Regions from separate parts of the Mus musculus genome. Here region 2 is linked to region 1. Evidence: chromatin contacts called from public HiChIP or PLAC-seq data. All regions are on one chromosome and are shown on one strand. The core of a region is the stretch at or near the end of the contact, and the rest is flanking DNA. Distances in the headings are between cores, read along the strand shown. Region 1 has its middle 9.3 kb from the start of Trem2. Region 2 has its middle 25 kb from the start of Mocs1.

Region 1 (3,604 bases), core at 605-3,104:
CATGGGTGGCACCATTCCCTAGGTAGGGGATCCTGGACTAGATGAGTGAAGAGAGGTGGCTGAACACAAGAAGCATGCATTTATTTATTCTCTCTGTGCCTTTGACCCTGAATGTGACTAGCTGCTTCAGGTTCCTACCTTCGCTTCTCTGTGACAGCAGACTGTAACCTGGAATTGTAGGCTGAATAAATGGTTTGTTGTTGTTGTTGTTGTTGTTTTCCCTCCTAAAGCTGCTTTTGTTAGTACCTTTTATCACAGCGACAGAAATGAAACTATGATGACCACAATCTGGATACTATGGGGCCTCGTTGCTACTGGGCTAGTCACTAATTCTGGGCTTTTTTTAGTGGGTAGAGGCAAGAACTCTTCAATCCTTTATTTTTTCAAGATGGCACCTTATATAGACCAGGCTAACCTTAAACTTGAATTATATCTTAGGATAACTGTGATCTCCTGATCCTTCTGCCTTCCACATCCCTACTACTGGGATTACAGGATTACATTGACTAATTGTTTGTTAGACACTTTCAATAGAAAACTAAGATGAGGACCCTTGAGATGATTCAGCAGGGGTGAAGGCTCTTGATGCCCAAGCCTGAGAACTTGAGTTTAATCCTTAGAACCCCCATAAAGGTAGATAGAAAGAACCAATGCCACAAAGCTGTCACCTGATCTCTCTCTATGTCCAGATTATGTCAACTGTGACCCCCCCATAATAATAAAGTAATTCATAGAAAAAAATTCTATGGAGTTCTATGGAAATTCAGATGGAGTTACCACCTTCATCATGTGTCTTTGTCTTTCTCCCACCCAGAGAACCTTACCTCCAAACAGTAGTGTTAGAGGCTCAAATAACAACTCATTTGCTTTGTGTCACATAGGTGGTACAAAAGTCACAGGATAGTGGCAGCAATGCCCCTGCCAACACTGTGCTCTCTGACGCTGTTATCACTTTAAGCGCTGCTTTATTCTTAGGGCATATTACACCCGAGGAAGCAGACAAACGACTATGCAAAGTTGGTACTCAGTTCATGTGTTTCTTTGCCTCCTGCCCGCCTTCTTCCTCATTCTCCCTTCCCGTCCTCCCTTTCCTCTGCTTTTTACTCTTGCCCTGCATATTCTCCCCCTCTCTCCCTTCTCTCTCTCCCCCTCCTCTCCCTCCCCTGCTTCTTAATCTTTCTCCTGCATATTCTCCCCCTCTCTGCCTCTCTTTTGTGAGTGTTTTTGTGACGCTATGATGTAATAAAAATTCGTATTTGGTCTCTAGATCAGGTTCTTGAGACAGAATCCCTAATGTCCTTGTAGATGTGAGTACTTTGTTCCATTTGGGGTTTTTCACTCTGGATTCCTGACTTTGATCTCCTGAGATAGCTGTAGTTGTCTGAATGGGGAACAGCTGACAGGAACACCTACATTTCCTAAGTGGTAGGAGCCCCTTGGTGGGCTCTGAGCTAGCGTCAAGATGGGGGCTAGTTGCCGGGGGAGAACCAGGCTAAGAGGGCTGAGAATTTCAGGTCTACTTTCAAATTTCAGGGAAGGATAGGGGCTGAAGATAAGTAGTCAACCATGGCCAATGATGTCATTGTGTCCTGGTGATGGTGAAGCTTCTGTGATGAGACAGAGTTCAGAGAGCTTCTCAATGGATGAACATGTAGGGGTCCTTGGAGGTGGCAGAGCTGGAAGACAAGGATGCTCTGCCGCCTAAAGGCTCTTTCTGTCCTGATGGAGGCATTAATGCCTTCACAGAAAAGGGTTATTAGAGAATCTCTGCTTTACTGAACATAAAGACCAGAACCAGGTTTCACGGCCAGCCTCAGTAGACTCTCCGCACGGTGGCGCTGTTTCCCTACGTTGTCCTGTCTATGCTGGGTCACAGCCCTCTTAGTGGCAAGAGATAAAGCCAGAGCCAAGGCCAGACTGACCTCTGTTAACCCCCAAATGTTCCTAAAGCTATTTTTAAAGTTATGGAACATCTACCCTAAAATTATCATTTGCTTCTGAATTTGAAAAGCAAGCAAGAATCATTCTTAAATTGGTTGCTGGAAATTGAGACTCAATTAAAGATTCAATTTAAGTCTTTTTAAGGGGAGATTTTAAAGCAGCAACTAAGAAAAATTAAAATTTGAAGACCCGTGTGTAGAAATTATAACTCAAGTTATGAGAACACTTACGAAGAAGCCAACACCCCCAGCACACATGAGTGCTGTCAATACTTAGGATAAAACCTCTCTTTGGGTTTCTTTTGTGTTTGTTTAACACAGTCTTTCCGTGTAGCCCAGGCTGTCCTAGAACTCACAGAGACCCTCTTGCTTCTGCCTCCAGAGTGCTGGGATTACAGGCGTGGTCCCCCACACTCAGCTTGTTTAATGTCCTAAAAAAAGAAGAAGAAGAAGAAGAAAAAAGGCTAGCCTACATCTTTTTTTTTTTTTTTTTTTTTTTTTTTTTTTGGTTTTTCGAGACAGGGTTTCTCTGTGTAGCCTTGACTGTCCTGGAACTCACTCTGTAGACCAAGCTGGCCTCGAACTCAGAAATCCGCCTGCCTCTGCCTCCCAAGTGCTGGGATTAAAGGCGTGTGTCACTACCGCCCGGGTAGCCTACATCTTTTAAATTCTTGTGCAACCAGAGCTGGCTATATACTGTGTTTTACAAGAAATGAAGTTTACTGGCTGCAGACCTGGCCCACAGACCTCTGATTCAATCCCCCATGTCCTCTCCCTTTCTTCACCTGGATGGAGACGGTCCCCCCAGATGCTCTAGTTTCTCAAGGTGACAGACACCCTTGTGGGAAAGAACGTGGGTGCCTGGATGTCTGTGTGGAGCAGAGCCTCCTTGGTAACTGACACTGGAGCTGGGATGAGAAGCAAGCTCGTGTCCGGGTGGTGTGTTACCACAGCTAGCTCACCTACAGCTCAACAACAATGTGACTCCCATGTCTGTGGGAGCTTCTGCCTCTTTCAAATTCTCTCCTCTCATTAACTCAACCAAAGGACCAGAACTTCTCAGGCTACTTGCTTAGGGTCACCAAACCACCCTCACACTGATCTCTCTTTGGGGGCAGAATCTTTCCCAGCTCCTTCAAGATTTAGTGTCTTTCCAAGACTGGCCACCAGACTTCTCATCAGAGGTTACATCCCTGTGCTGGTTAGCGGTTTGTTAACTTGACAGAAGCTCTAAGACCATCTGGGAAGAGGAAAATTAATTGGGATAATGTTACCATAGGATTGGCCTGTCGGCAACACAGTGGGGCATTTTCCCGATTCATGATTGATATGGGGAGGCCACAGCTCATTGAGGGTGGTACCTGGGTAGGTGGTCTCCTTCTATCCGTTGGGGAGCAGAGTGGGTGGTAACCAGGATTCCTCCATAGTTTCTGTTTCAGTTCCTGCCTTCAGGTTCCTTCCCTGACTTCCATCGTTAATGGCTCTTGATGAGGACGTGAAAGCCAAATAAATCCCTTCTTCCCCAAAGGACTCTTGGTCATGGTGTTTATCACTGTAATGGACCGCTAACCAGAACACCACTGCTGTGTTTCTCAAGTCCTTCTCCTCAGCATCCATGTCCCAAAGAAACGGACATCACTCCTCTGCCTCTTGCTTCATAACAG
Region 2 (3,651 bases), core at 698-3,197, 1.1 Mb before region 1:
GACCAGTCCTCCTGCTTTCTCATGGCTCTGCACTTACTCTTTTTGGATTTCTTTTTTTTTTTTTTTTTTCTACTATCCAGGGTTGGCGGCTACAAGCTTTGAGAATCCTTTCACATGAGAGCATTCCCATGTGACTGCATCCATTGAGTCTCCACCTGCAGGAGTGCTATTGACCTTTGGCTTCTGCGGTGCTTCTGTGAGTTCATGCCAAGGCTTCTCCCCAAGGCTGGACAGAGAAACTGGGATTCCACACAGATCTTAGACCACCCTGCAAACCTCTTGTAAGTGTGCTGAAAGTGCCCACCTGGCTTCTCTACCTTGCCTCCGTCCTTCACAGGGAATCAGATGGTCACTACTCCCACCCCTGGAAGCATGCCCAGCCTCTCTGTGTTCCAGTGTCTTGCATTTGCACCAGTAAGTTTCTTCTACATACAATTCCGCTTAGAACAGTTCACCCAAGCTTTAGACTCACACAGTATCGTGATGTTTGTTTTCCCCCATGAGCTGGTATTTTGCACCTAGACTTCTACCTCCACGCCTTGCTCAGATTTCTGAGGGCTCACTCCCCTGCCATTTAGCTTTGGGGATTGCTGACGAGGTCTTCTGTCCTTTTGATTTTTTGGTCCTCTGTGGGAAAAGAACACATTTTTCATCTCTGAAAGCTTTTGAAATCTTTCCTTTATCCTACAGATACTGAAATGTCACCGGCATGTATCCAAGTGTGTGTGACACTTTAGAAATTCTCTCTGCTTAATATTTTATGGATTCTTTAAGCTTAAAGGCTGGGATTCTTTGCTATTATGGCTTGATGATTTTCTTCCCTCTTGAACCACCCTGTCTGTCCATTCTGTTCCTCTGAGACTTAAAATAGAAAGAAAGAAAGAAAGAAAGAAAGAAAGAAAGAAAGAAAAGGAAAGGAAAGGAAAGGAAAGGAAAGGAAAGGAAAGGAAAGGAAAGGAAAGGAAAAGAAAAGAAAAGAAAAGAAAAGAAAAGAAAAGAAAAGAAAAGAAAAGAAAAAGAAAAAGAAAAAGAAAAACCATCTGGCCCTATTTTGAACTCCTGAGAACTATATGTTTGAAAGAGGGTTTAGTGACTTCATTGTGGTCCTGATGGTTGGAACAGGAGACATTCAGAGCAGCCTGGAAAAACTGGGCAAGATTCCTGTGGTGAAGAGGAAACGCTGGAGAGGAAGGATTCCACACCAGGTGTGTGTGGCTCTGCAGGCTTGCAAGGTGAGCTGTGTGCTTAGATAGCCTGCTGTGTTACAGAGAGTTTGGTTTGGTGCAAATTGCCTCTATTTTCTAAATGTACATGCTCAAAATATGTAATTACCCACTAAAGGGAATGCCTGTGTGTGAAAGCCAGATGGGCACTTCTTCTAGAACCTGGCTAGCCTGAAGTGTAAGAAGGACAAGTTGCCTGTTAGGGCACAGAGCATGAAGAACCAGCCAAAGGAGGGCCCCTTACACAGAGGACAGATGGACATATGTCTCTTATCGATCTTTCTCATTGCAGTGACCAGACACTTGAGAAGCAGCAACTTAAGGTTGAAAGAGCTTGTTTTGAGAACAGATGCAGTTGGGGCTGGAGAGATGGGGTTAATGGTTCAAGAGCACTGGATGCTCTTCCAGAGGACCAGAGTTGGATTCCTGGCACCCACATGGTGCCTCACAACCACCTATAACTCCAGTTTCAGGGGATTCTGGCTTCCAAGGACAATGTAGACATGTGGTACACATCCATACACACAGACAAAACGTACATAAACATCTAATAAAAATAAAACATAAGTAGAAGGAGGGGGAGAAGGGATGCCGTCCTTCATGAGAAACACACGGCAGCAGGGGAGTGAGGCAGCTAGTCACCATGTTTCAAGGGCCTAGGGAGCAGAGAGAGGACAGGAAGGGGTGGGCCTAAAAGCCACAGAGAGCAGACAGGAAGAGGTGGGCCTAAAAGCCACAGAGAGCAGACAGGCAGAGGTGGCCCTAAAGCCTTAAAGAGCAGACAGGAAGGTGTGGATCCAAAAGCCCCAAAGCCGTGAGAAATGGCTCAGTGGCCAGCTGAAGACACGGCGAATGATTTATCTATTCAGGATTCTTATTCTGGCATCAGGGAGGCCCAGGCCCAGAGAAATAAGCTGGATATTCTAAGAGAAAGGAATTATATATAAACTAAGTTAGTGTGATTTAACAGTGGCCCAATGTCCTCAGACTCGCATCACCCCCAATTACATCAATAGGAGGCCTCCTTTCCAATTGTTGCTGTTTCTTTTCAAGGTGCAGATAGCTCTCTTTCATTGCTTATAGGTTGTCTAAATTAACACCCTATGTATCTATCCATAAATGAGACCATGATAAGATGTAGGTTTCTCAAGTAATGGACATTCTATGATAGTCTGCAAATATAGGACCAGAGAGATGGTTCAATAGTGAGGGGTGCTTGTAGTTTATGTAGGGCAAATGGAGTTTAATTCTCAGCGCCCATATCAAACAGTTCACCACTGTGAGCCACTCCAACTCTGCAATCTTACACCCTCTTCTGGCCTCCACAGGTTCTTATATACACGTGGCTGTGCACACAGACCCATACTTGTACATTGAAAAATATTGTTATTTTTTGTAAAGGAGCTTTCTATATAGAACTGATCTCCATCTGACACAAAGACGGCAATACAGACTGCTGCATGTAGCCACACCTTCACCTTCTTTCAGGTGAAAGCTAAAGTTTTGCACATGTAGACGCTCCCCAAATACTCCATCTTCACAACTTTTCCCAGGAGAGGGTGGAGAAGAAAGGTCCAAATCCCCAGAAAATCAGGATGGAGTCTTCAATCAGCAGGAAAGAATCATCATAATCTTTGGGATTTATTTTTACAATAGCAGCTGTTAAAACGCTGGTTCAACAATGTACATAAAACAAGGACCTGTCCCTACTTGGCTTCACTCATTATCCTGGAAGGGAAGCCATCAAATCATTCAATTTAAACAACTTCAGTTTTGCGTTGCATGAAAGTAAGCAGGGAGTCATAGTAAGAGACCATCCAATGGGGCCGGAAAGATCAGCAGTTAAAATTGTTCCCTGCTTTTGCAGAGGACTCCAGTTTGGTTCCCACCATCCGTGTCAGATGACTCAACTGCATGCAACTCTAGTTCCAAGGGACCTGATGCATTTTTTGACTTCCACAGGCTCCTGTACTTACATGAGCATGCCTGCACATAGGAGAGAAAAAGAGAGAGAGAGAGAGAGAGAGAGAGAGAGAGAGAGAGAGATCGATCGCTAAATGAGTGAACTGTGGACACTTTCCATTTGTTTTAATAGAGAGTTGACGATACTCTTCTTGCTATCTTCTGCTCATTCCCTGCTTCCACCCTCCCTCCCACATTGGGCTCTAGGGTGAACATAACACACTATAAGTAGATGGCAGTTCAAGTGTCTCCTTAAATAAGCCTGTCTGGGATAGTGCCTGGAACCTATATCGGAGGCTTCACCACTGTCTTCCCTTTCCACTCTGGACAAGAAACAGGCCAGTAAGGTGGGCTCTATAGTTTTCCTACCTGGTTTATGGCCTGGCCAAACTTAACACTGGAGTATTGAGGGAGAAAAGAATTACATCTGGCTTTGTTAGATGGTGCCCAGCCACCCTATGAGAGA

The links. HiChIP or PLAC-seq counts read pairs in DNA pulled down with a chosen protein or histone mark.
Region 2: a RAD21 HiChIP or PLAC-seq map of pro-B cells shows a contact between it and region 1, with 5 times the contacts expected there. The contact joins two enhancer-like sites. A contact is called at or near these places in 1 of 39 promoter capture datasets (the SN4741 cell line), 1 of 15 datasets of contacts at CTCF or cohesin (pro-B cells) and 1 of 484 Hi-C or Micro-C datasets (the G1E-ER4 cell line).

The regions. Positions count from the first base shown.
Region 1 is chr17:48,335,296-48,338,899 of GRCm38.p6, reverse strand. No RefSeq gene overlaps it. Among named protein-coding and RNA genes, the nearest start is that of Trem2, 9.3 kb to the left of the region's middle. Within about 2 kb of position 1,854, at least 7 of the 459 cell types and tissues checked have an H3K27ac peak or open chromatin away from gene starts, as enhancers often do. A contact at or near this core is called in pro-B cells, where this site is marked.
Region 2 is chr17:49,401,612-49,405,262 of GRCm38.p6, reverse strand. No RefSeq gene overlaps it. Among named protein-coding and RNA genes, the nearest start is that of Mocs1, 25 kb to the left of the region's middle. Within about 2 kb of position 1,947, at least 43 of the 459 cell types and tissues checked have an H3K27ac peak or open chromatin away from gene starts, as enhancers often do. A contact at or near this core is called in pro-B cells, where this site is marked.